Linked DNA regions of Sus scrofa: region 2 is linked to region 1. Evidence: chromatin contacts called from public Hi-C data. All regions are on one chromosome and are shown on one strand. The core of a region is the stretch at or near the end of the contact, and the rest is flanking DNA. Distances in the headings are between cores, read along the strand shown.

Region 1 (5,768 bases), core at 1,313-3,812:
ACGGGCAGTGGGTACTCAGGCCCAAGGCAGGGAAGCAGTATCATTAGGTGAAAGCTGCCTAGGACCCTACCCAGCAGTCCTTCTCCAGGACAGCTATGCTCTCCACTCTCCCCTAAGCCAGGCCACAACGGTTCAGAGCGCCCTCTCTCCCACCAGCTCCCTTACCTGGGACTCCTCTCTCAACCCTTCAGGAAGTTCAAGAGTACCCCGTATGCCCCCCCCCCCCCCCCGCCACCCCCTCGCCAGGCCTCTTCCGCAGCAAGAGATCCCTTTTCTGACCCCTCTCCTCCCCGGAAGCCCCCAAGTCTGGCTCCAACTACCCTGTGCCTGACCCAACCCCACTCCGGAAGGTCCAGAGCACCCCGTACCTAGCAACTCCGGAAGACCATTAGCAGGGCTCTCCCGCGACCCGCGCCTCCCCAACTCCGCCCAACTCCTAGCGTCCTTGAGCCGCCTTCCCTAGAGGCAACGCGACCCGGGCTCCACTAAACCCGAACCCCCCTCCCCTAGCAGCCCCAAGTGCCAAGCCCCCTCTCTACTCGAGACCTTCTCCACTTCCAGCTCGAGATTCCCACCCAGCACCTCCTCTCCAGCAGCTCCGAGTCCCGGGGGGTCCCCTCCCCAGCAGCTGGGTCCGGACGCCCCAACCCCAGCCTGCAGGCAGCTCCAGTTTCCCAGCAGCGACACTCACTCTCCGGCGGCAGAGCTCCAGCACCACGAACACGAAGTCGTTGTCCTCGAAAAAGCCGTGGAAGCCGACGACGTGCTGGTGGGCAAGGCTGCGGTGAATGGATATCTCCATGGACATCTTCTCCTTCTGGTGCGGCTTGAGCAGCAGCGACTTCGGCACGATCTTGCCGGCGAACACCTCCTTCGTGTCCGCGTCCGAGATCTCGAAGCACTTGGCAAAGCCGCCCTTCCCCAGAAAGCGCCCGCGGAGATAGCGCCGCCGGCTGCGCGGGTCCACTAGGACCTCCGGGATCTCTTTCGCCGGCGGAGCGGCCGCCGGGGCCCCGGGAGCTGCAACTCCGGGGCCCCCGGCTTTTCCTGGGTCAGCCGGTGCCCGCGCCAGCTTCCCTGTAGTTGCCGCCGCACTCATGTCCCCGGAGTTGCTCAGCGGACCTAGCAGGGTCTGGGCCGAGGCTTGGCACCGCTCTGCCCCTCCTCGAATTCAAACGCGGCGCCGGGAACGTTACAAAAGCCTACGCGCTACTGATTGGCCGCGGGGATTTAAAATCCAAACCCGCCCGCCGCGCGGCACTATGGGAGCTCTCTGCGCAGCAGCCTCCTTTAAACCCGTGCCCAGCCCGGGGAGGAGAAGCTTGATTGACAGGGACTCGCGGACACGTGGGATGCCTGGGAAACCAGACCCGGCGTGGGGATGCTGAGACCCAGTCCCAGGAGAGGGGGAGTTCGGGGTTTCTCCCTTTCTCGGCGGCTGGGGAAGGTCGGGCAGTCCACGTGCACCTCCCCCAGGAAGTTTTTCCCACCACCTTCCTTCACCCCTGCCCCGCCTTCGAGCTTATAAACTGAGAACGGAGACCCGGCAGCGCCGAGAGGTAGCTGGGAGAGCCTTAACACCCGCCTTCGACGTCATCAACTCTCTTCCAAGTCCCTGCAGTAAACTAAAATCTAAGTAAAAAGAGGATGCTTGCCAGGCAAATGTGACCTTCAAGACAAACCCCCTACTTCCCTCCTTCAAATAACAGCTGCTCCCGAGCCTCTGGGTTACAGCTCAAGGCTACTCAAAGTATGGTGCAGGAACCACCAGCATTATCACCACCTGGGAGCTTGTTAGAAAGGCAAAGCTTCAGGCCTCACCGCAGGCCTCCCAGTGAGTCCTACACTTAGGGAAGTTTGAGAAGCACAGAACCAGAGCCCCCACCCCGCTATTCTGCAAGAAAGTCGGCTGGCTGGCTCACTGCTGTCTCCCAGCGCCTAAAATAGTGGACCTTCAATTGTTTGGTAAGAGGGACTGTGTGGCTGGTTGGCGGAATGCCTGGCAAACTGGTAGACCAAGGCCAAATTTGGTCTGCAGAGGTGTTTTGTTTGGTCTCCCGCTGTTAAATTTTTGGATCCATTTACAGGTTCAAAAATACAGAGAGCGCACATAAAAAAATCAGTTTTGTGGCTTTTTCTTAAGGAAAACTACTTGCTGTGGCAACTCTATGCCTACATACCTTTCCAGTTTGCCACAGTTCCCAGCTACCCCTTTGCCCATTTGCCTGTCTGGCTTCTGTAGATGTTTGAGCGGAAACCCTGCAATAGCCGATTACCCAGGTTAGTAGTCTTTGGTAATAGTTAGACATCCTATGATGTCTGTGCTAGAACTCAGCAAAAATCAACCGAATTACAAGTATCTCTTTACCTGACTCCCAATAAACAAAGTGGCATGATGACATCATTCCTACCCCATGTCCCAAGCTCCCAGCATAGTGCCTAATAAAAAGGAGTGATTAAAATGTTTGCTGAATAGGGAGCTTCCATTGTGGCTCGGTGGGTTATGAACCTGACTAGCATCCATGAGGACCCAGATTGGATCTCTGGCCTCTCTCAGTGAGTTAAAGATTGCTGTGAACTGTGGTGTAGGTTGCACATCTGGCTCAGATCCCACGTGGCTATGGCGTAGGCCAGTGGCTGCAGTTCCCATTTGACCCCTAGCCTGGGAACTTCCATGTACCACAGGTGCAGCCCTAAAAAGCAAAAAAGCAAAAAAAAAAAAAAGTTTGCTAAATAAACTATTACATTTAGAATGGATAAGCAATGAGGTCCTGCTGTATAGCACAGGGAACTCTATACAATCCCTTGTCATAGAACATGATAGAAAATAATATGAAAAAAAGAATATGCATATGTATAACTGGGTCACTGTACAGCAGAAATTGACAGAACACGGTAAATCAACTATCATAAAAAACTTTTAAAAAAATAAAATGTTTACTAAATAAGTTTTTTTAATTAAGTTATTCTTTTTTAACCCCTGTGATGTGTAATATCCATTTTATCTTTTTATAAAGTTGACTCCCTCTGCCAGAAAAGTATACATATCTTAACTGTACAGCTCAGTGAATTTTCACAAACTGAACACACCCCATGTAAACAGCACCCAGACTGAGAAAGAGAATACTACCAACACGCCAGAAGTCTCTCTTTGCTCTGTGTTGGGGCTCCCCAAGACCACCCCCAGTTTGATGATTCACTAAGAGATTCCCAGGGCTCAGCATAGAGTCCTACTCACAGACGGCTAAGGTTTATTGCAGCGAAAGGCTACGAAGCGAAATCAAAAGGGAAGAAGCGCATGGGACAAAATCCAGAGGCAACCAGGCCCCACCTTCCCACAGTCTTCTCCCAGTGGAGTCACACAGGACACACTTGATTCCTCCAGCAATGAGTGTGATGACATGCATGAACTGTCATCTACCAGGAAAGCTTATTAGAGACTCAGCTCCTAGGGCTTTTCTGGGGGCGCCCTCTGCTAGCATACACCCAAATTCCAGATTCCTGGAGGGAACGCAGGTATACAGCATAAACCACATTGTTTGCACAGTGTAGGCCCAGTGAGCGACTCTTTATCATTAAGGAAATGGTGAGAACCTTCCTGAAATCCAAGAACTGAAATGCCAGCCAAGGGCCAACCACGGAGCAAGTCTTTCTAAGGAGAGCAGTCTCAGGCCTGCTTTAGTAGCTCTCTTCTGCACAGTCCACCCCCCTCGGCCCTTGGCCAAGTGTTCCTTGGAGCAAAATTATAATCATTAGGCCCCCCACCTGAAAGAGTGAGACCAACCTGCAGTATTGCTCTCAGTTATGTCTGTTACAAGTCTGAAATCAGTCAAAGTAAATCCCATTAACCATAAAAGTTTATCTTAGGGGAGTTCCAGTGTGGCATAGTGGAAGTGAATCCGGCTAGGAACCATGAGATTGCAGGTTCAATCCCTGGCCTCGCTCAGTGGGTTAAGGATCCGGCATTGCCATGGCTGTGGTGTAGGCTGGCAGCTATAGCTCCGATTCAACCCCTAGCCTAGGCATCTCCATATGCTGCGGGTGCAGTCCTTAAAAAAACAAGAAAAAATCTATCTTAGAAAGCCAGGCAACCTCCTCCTTGGTTTCTGTCTGACTTGTTTATACCTGGCTGAAGGCATGGACTCAGATGCAGCACAGCTGTGGCCAGTAAATTCAAGCTGACCTGATGCCCACCAGGGCTGAGGCAGTGTGGTGATAGGGGACAGAGGTGAAATACAATCCCACAGGGGACATGGGATCACTGGAAACGACTTTATAATGTTAGGAGACCTCATGCAGGGCATCCATTAGGCAGGCAGTCAGGTTATCTGGAACCCCACCCCCCAACTCCCAGGTAGCTGCTTACCACGGGGCCTCCCTACCCTAGAGTTTCTAGTCCAGTCTAAAAAAATCATCCAGTCCTTAGTTTCCAAGGGACTGTCTAAAGGCAGTCAGTTCCCCAGAGTTTTGTGGGGGTCTTTTTGTGTTTTGTTGTTGTTGTTGTTTTGTTTTTGCTTTTTCAGGGCAGCACCCGCAGCATATGGAAGTTCCCAGGCTAAGGGTTGAATTGAAGCTACTGCTGCCAGCCTGCACCACAGCCATAGCAACTCAGGATGTGAGCTGTGTCTGCTGCAACCTACACCACAGCTCTCACGGCAGTGCCAGATCCAGATCCTTAACCCACTGAGCGAGGCCAGGGATCGAACCTACAACCTCATGGTTACTAGTCAGATTCGTTTCTGCTGAGCCACAGTAGGAACTCCTTCCCCCCTGCTCCCCTGCCACAGTTTCGCGTGTCCATGACACAAGGTCATCCATCTCATGAGTGTGGAAGATTAAGGTGTTCTGTACAGAAAGTGAACATACCTGGCACAGAAGTGGTCACAGGCCCAGCCATCTGAACTCAAAGCCCTCTCCTGCCGGGAAAGGCAGCACTGGGAGTTTTCCTTCAGGAAGAGGGGAAAGTTTCCAGAATAGTTCTGAGATACCAAGATCATAAATGCTCTCCCCGCAGAGCTCCCTAGGTGCTAGGTTTTTGTTTTTTCCTTATTGTTACAAAATCAACATGACCCACAGATCAGCAATCCTAACTCGACATTGTTTTTCAAGCATCTCTTATTCCCATCTGGGCCTTTCATCCAGAAGGACTGTATACAACAGGCACAGAAGTATTTTTTGCGGATAAACATTTTAATACAATTTATCTGAAAAGACATTCAGGAATTGATCACGGTATGTTGTGGGCTGAATGGTGTTTGGCCCCAATGTACATGTTAAAGCTCGAAGGCCCAGTACTGCAGAATGTAACTGTATTTGGAGATATGGCCTTTAAAGAGATGATGAAAGTAAAACAGAGGTCCTCTGAGTGGGCACTGATCCAACACGACTGGTGTTCTTATAAGAAGCGATTAGGACACAGACCACACAGACAGAGGGGTGACCATGTGACAATACAGTGAGAAGGTTGCCATCCGCAAGCCAAAGAGAGAGATGTGCCAATTCCTTGCTCTTGGACTTCCAGCCTGTAGAACTGTGAGAAAATATATTTCCATTGTTTAGGCCACCTGGTCTGTGCTGTTTTGTTATGGCAGTCCTAGCAAATTAATGGAGGATGAAATCCTGAATTTCAAAGGCGGGTTATATAACCTCTCACCCCTATTACCCAAAGACAGCTACATCTGAATAACCCATCTACCTTACTAAGGTGTGTCTACTGAGGGAGAAGTGAGGAGAGAGTGAGGCTATCAGCCCACTGGGGCAAAGCTGCA
Region 2 (5,768 bases), core at 1,923-4,422, 36 kb after region 1:
GTGAGCTGTGGTGTAGGTTGCAGACAGCTCAGATCCTGTACTGCTGTGGTTGTGACGTAGGCTGGCAGCTATAGCTCCAATTCAACCCCTAGCCTGGGAACCTCCATATGCTGTGGAGCTCAGCCATAAAAAGCAAAAACAAAAAACAAAAAGTGAAAACAACCCAAGTGTCCATCAACAGATTAATGGATTAAAATGTACATATGTGATGGAATACTACTCAGTCATGAAAAGGAATTAAACTCTGATACATGCTTCAACATGAATGAACTCTGAAAAGTACTATGCTAAGGACAATAAGCCAAACCCAAAGAAGGACAAGTATTACGTGATTCCACCTAAATGACATATCTAGAATAGGCACATTCATAGAGACAGAAAGTAGATTGAGGTTACCAGGGTCTGGGAGAAAAACGGAATGGGGAGATATTTCTTAATGAGTCCAGAGTTCTGTTTGGGTGATGAAAAATTTGGGGAATAGATATAGTGATGATAATTGCTCCACACTGTGAATGTAATTAATGCCAAAGAATTGTGTACTCAAAAATGTGACAATGACAAATTTTGTCATAAATACTTTAATATATACACTCACACAAATCTTCCCTATAAAATAGAAAATGTTTTGGAATTACCTGAGGGATTAAAGAAAAAACTTGCTCATAAGTCCGACTCATTAACTGAATTTTCTTTTTTCCTTTTTTATCTTTTTAGGGCTGCACTGCAGCGTATGGAAATTCCCATGCTAGGGGTTGAATCAGAGCTCCTGCTGCTGGCCTACACCACAGCCACAGCAACACTGGATCTTTAACCCACTGAGTGGGGTCAGAGATCAAACCCGAGTCCTCATGGATACTAGTCGGGTTCATTACTGCCAAGCCACAATGGGAACACCTAAATGTGACCTTTTGAAGATCATGAGATTATTTTACTGCTTGATGTTAGAGATTTAATATTTCAAGGAAAATTGGGTGTTCCTAATGGCAGGAAAAAAAAAAAATCTATGGACTTCAGTGTTTGCCAAGCTCAAATATATCTTGATATTTTCTCTGGTTCTGAAATGATCTAATATTAACCAAGGTTTATATTCATCTCTCTGCTATTTCAATTTATTCAGACTACAAAATTCTGAAACTTTAGCATTCCATTTTTCAAATGCATTTCATATTTTAGTATCTTTCCCAATTCTTATGTTAATTTTAAGCATTTCAGTTAATACTGAACCATTCTTTTGTTTATTTGTTTTTCTAGGGCCTCATGCTTGGCATACGGAAGTTCCCAGGCTAAGAGCTGAATTGGAGCTGTAGCCTTGGTCTATGCCACAGCCACATCGATGCCAGATCTGAGCCAGGTCTGTGACCTACACCACAACTCACAGCAACACCAGATCTTTAACCCACTGAGCAAGGCCAGAGATCAAAACCATGTCCTCACAGATACTTGTCAGGTTTGCTACCACTGAGCCACAATGGGAAATCCCTGAACCATCTGTTACTAAACAGATAACTATATCAGTATCGCTTTAGTTTCTACACGAAAAGACTGTGTTGCCTATTTATGGTTTGTGTCCGGCAGTATATTACACACTACAATACTGTATAATAAGTTCAGTTCTGGGTAGTGTTGTATTTTGTTCCTGGAATAACAGGAAAAAGGCTTTCTATTGCCTCTTTTTATTCTATCTTTTTTTTTTTTTTTTTGGCTGTGCCTGTGGTGTGCAGAAGTTCCTGGCCCAGGGACTGAACCTGCACCACAGCAGTGACCCGAGCATAGCAATAACAATGTCAGATCCTTAACTTACTAGACTGCCAGAGAACTCCCTTAGTGGATCTTTTTTTTGCATTCAATAATTACAATTGGGAGAATTTAAAAAAATAATTCTAGAAGGCCAACAGCTGTAGCTCCGATTCAACCCCTAGCATGGGAACTTCCATGTACAGCAATAAGAGTTTCTATGTGACTCAAGGGGTTAAGGATCTGCCATTGTCACTGCAGTCGCTTGGGTTGCTGCTGTGGCAGGGGTTTGATTCCTGGCCCACAAAATTCTGCATGCTGTGGGCACAGTGGGGGAAAAAAAAAAGAATGTACAGTAATAAAGTGGAAGACATGGCAACATTTCATCCACACTGCTGATATGTTAATTAGTGGAAAGCAAGCAGAAATCTATTCCTTACCTTGCCATTAAGAACGATGTTCTGACTTCCACACAACACAGACTGGCGACTAACTTTGTTCCCAGATGCCTAAAAGGAAACAGCAGAAAACCAAGGTGAGCAAACAGCAGAACTGAGTGGGTTCCGGGCTACAAGTTTCCAGCAAGAAAGCTCATATTGAAGACAAAAAGACTTGGAAACAGAGTAGTATTCAATGGAATGAGCTCAGGAGATCAAAAAAGCAAGGATGGATGTGGAACCTAGGGATCCAAGGAACAGATCCAGAATTTGGATGTGCTAGTTCTATAAGCCTAGCCGCAGCAGAGACATGAATTCAAGTCTCATTTCTATATTTCAGATTTATAATCCTAAAGCCAGGATAATGACTTTACCAATATCCCAACGGTGTGAGATTTCTATGAAAAAATAGTAATACGAATGCTGATTGAGTACTAACTCTGTTTTGAGCAATTTACACACATCATGTATTGACTATAAAGAACCTAAGTCTTTGGCACGTAGTAATAAATTATGACACATTAGTTTTTTTAAAAAAACTTTTAAAAGGCCCAAAGCCTGGAGCTCTAATTAATATCAGAATGGATGAAGACTTGTCTTACTTTCTGAAAGGCATTTTACCCCTGTGAGAAAACCAGGAATAAATTAAAAAAAAAAAACCCTAAACTGGCCATGCAAGGAATAAATAACAAAGCCAGAACATTAATGAACTCTCACTAGGTAATTTCGGACTAAATGCCAAAGGGACCCGGGGTGGGGCAGAGACAGAATGGAGACGAAGGCCTCAGGTGACGCAGGCCTGAAGAGGGGAGGGCAGAAGTTTGGACACGCGCACCGTCTCGATGTACTCAGACTTGTTGTAGAGCAGCTCGCCCAACTCCATGGCCGCCAACTCCCCCGCGCAGCTCCGGCTCCTGTCAAAGACCGTTCGCCGGTCAGTCAGCCTGGGATTCCGGCTACTTCCGGCTGCTCCTTCACTTCCGCTCTGGGCAGCCTGTGGTCTAATCCATAGCTCGGCTCTCCGCTAGGCGGCCTCGCTCTATTGCTCGGCAGTCTCGGATTGCGCATGCGCAGATCTAGCAGCGGATGTGATTGGCCGGGGTTGTTGGCGCGCCCGGCCCGCGTGGGCCGGATGCGCAAGTGTTGAGGGGGTCCTCGGAACCCCATAATTTTCTTGGGCGCCTTCCCGCCCAGGGCCAGCCGGGCTCCGCGCAGCCACAGGCTGAGGCCAGCGACTGCTGCTCTTTTCAGTGGCCGCCGGTCAGATGGAAGAGCCTGCTGGGAAACCCCTCAGCTGTGAGGAGAAGGAAAAGGTGCCGGGGTTGCGGGAAGGGTTGTCTCAGAACTTTGACCCCCCTTTCCCAGGATTTTAGGCCTGTTTTTGTTTCCAAGGGCGGCAGTGACCTCTAACCTGGACTGAGGGAGCCCGGGTTGTGAAAGTGTGGGAGAGTGCTGTGCTCCTGTGGTGGCATTTAAAGAACAAAGTTTCGTTACAGCAGAAATGCAAAAATACACGTTGTAAAGCTAAAGATAAAGCTAAAGTTCCCTTTGACACCCTTCCCGCCCCACCCTGCACACGCGATATTGGCTTCTCCGAGCCCATCCCCTTAGTAAATCCCTCAATAGTCTGGATTTCAGATCTTTTTGCGTGTCTCGCGGGGGCGGGGGGGGCAGTGTGAAGGGGTGCGATTGTATTCTGTAACGACCAAAAGGTAGTATATATATTTTTTGGAGAGGATGGTTCTGCAACTTCCGTTTTCCTTTTTCATGTTTAACATCCGTATTAGTCTATGTTTATCTACAGTGTTTTTAAAGTTCTATATAGTATTTTGCAGTATGGATACTGTATTGTGTGGATTTTTTTAAGAAATTATATTGCATGCAAATTTTTGCATGTTTGTGCATATTTTGGACAATGCAGAATCTGTATGAAAAATCAAAAAACTTTGATATTTTTTTTAAAAATCTGATTTTAGCTTGACTTTTGACTAACATGTAGTAAGTACCAAACTACAGACTTGATAGGTACATTTTTGCAAGTTAATTTTATAAGACTTTTTATATTTAAAATGATGCTTCAAGTTTTGTTTGTTTGGCCACTGCAGGGATAGAGGTACAGAAACTTGAAGCTGTTTGTGGTGTTCACAATTCAGCTGTTTCTCATTGAAACCACAAAAACGTTTTTTTAAAACAAAGTATGGAAATGACATCTTGTCTTTACACATTACTCTGCTGGGAGCCTTTTAGGTTGTTTGTACTTTTTGTTTCTACACGGTGCTGGTCTGTATTATCCTTATACATGCCACCTTGCATTTATGCCCATGTTGTTAACTTGAACACACCTTGGTGCTGGCTCTTCTAGGCCTTGTGCTAAACTCTTCTTTCACAGTAACTCATTAGTCTTATCCCAGCCTACCTTCCAGTGGGAGTGAGAAAGTTCATTTACAAGTCAACAGGGTAATTCCCAGGTGCCGATAAGGAGGCTGATAAGTAGTAGAAACAGTATAGCATAGAGGTTTGAATCATGCTGTTTTTAAGATGTGTTTATAAATTGGACAAATTGCTTTCCCTCTGATATTCCTTAAGTTTGCTCTTCCATAGCCTCCTTCAGGTCTGGCCTCAAGTGATAGTCCTCAGAAATGCCTCCCTGGCCACTGTCTCTAAAGTAGCCTTTTCTGTCGCCAAGTCATTCTCGCATCACCCTGTTTGTCTAGGTGTTGACTACCATGTGAAATCATTTTATCTGTTTGTTTGTTTTCTTGTGTATTATCTGTATCCCTCAGGAGCAGAGGCCTTGACCACTCTGTATATCCAACACCTAGAACTCCGTCTGATACACAGTGGGTTGTTTTTTTAGATGCTGGATATGCCTGGACCAGTAACTGATTCATTAGTCAAATAAATATCTGAGGATGACAGCTCCTGCTACCCTCAAGGCTCTCTCCGAGAGATGGGGGAGACACAGAACTAAACAGGCAACATATAAGAAGCACTGTGATAAAGGAAGCGCAGAGGAGAGGTGGAAATGCCTAACTTGGATTTGGAAAAGGACCTAGAAGTTTACCCCAGGGGGATAAAAATCTAAGCTGAGGCTTGAGGAATCAGTAGGAATTAGCAAAGCGAGTCGGGAGGCAATTGTCCAGGTGATACAGCAGTCAAAGCTAGGATGCTAGAGAGCTGGGTTTTGAGAGAACAGAAAGCAGTGCCAGTGCTGCTTCCTCGGCCACCTCTAGCTGAGGCCCCTGCTTAGCGCTGTGTGATGGGCACTGTGTCCCTTCTCTCTGATTCCTCTGTTTCACCTGCTCAGTTTTGTTTCATGTTCTTCTTCCAGTTGAAGGAAAAATTAGCATTCTTGAAAAGGGAATACAGCAAGACACTGGCCCGCCTTCAGGTAAGTGAATCTTTATTGTCTCAAATTGGTGTTGTGGCACAAACTATAAGAACAATCTTCAGGGAGTTCCCATCATGGCTTAGCAGAAACGAATCTGACTAGCATTCACAAGGACACAGGTTTGATCCCTGGCCTTGCTTAGTGGGTTAAGGATCTGGCGTTGCCGTGAGCTGTGGTGCAGGATGCAGACATGGTTCCCGAGTTGC

What was found. Hi-C and Micro-C count contacts between places; a contact is called where the count stands out from the background.
Region 2: a Hi-C map of embryonic fibroblasts shows a contact between it and region 1, with 1.5 times the contacts expected there. The contact joins the promoter of DCTN5 here to the promoter of PLK1 in region 1. A contact is called at or near these places in 3 of 5 promoter capture datasets (fetal liver, fetal skeletal muscle and liver) and 4 of 47 Hi-C or Micro-C datasets (blood, embryonic fibroblasts, epiblast stem cells and 1 more).

The regions. Positions count from the first base shown.
Region 1 is chr3:22,548,339-22,554,106 of Sscrofa11.1, forward strand. PLK1 (serine/threonine-protein kinase PLK1) reads right to left here and starts at 2,563. Exons shown (of 8, transcript XR_002342378.1): 1 at 692-2,563.
Region 2 is chr3:22,583,634-22,589,401 of Sscrofa11.1, forward strand. It overlaps DCTN5 (dynactin subunit 5), which reads right to left and starts at 3,173. Exons shown (of 6, transcript XM_021086466.1): 1 at 3,007-3,173; 2 at 2,175-2,243. The coding sequence starts at 3,054. PALB2 (partner and localizer of BRCA2) reads left to right here and starts at 3,248. Exons shown (of 13, transcript XM_021086469.1): 1 at 3,248-3,484; 2 at 5,503-5,562. The coding sequence starts at 3,437.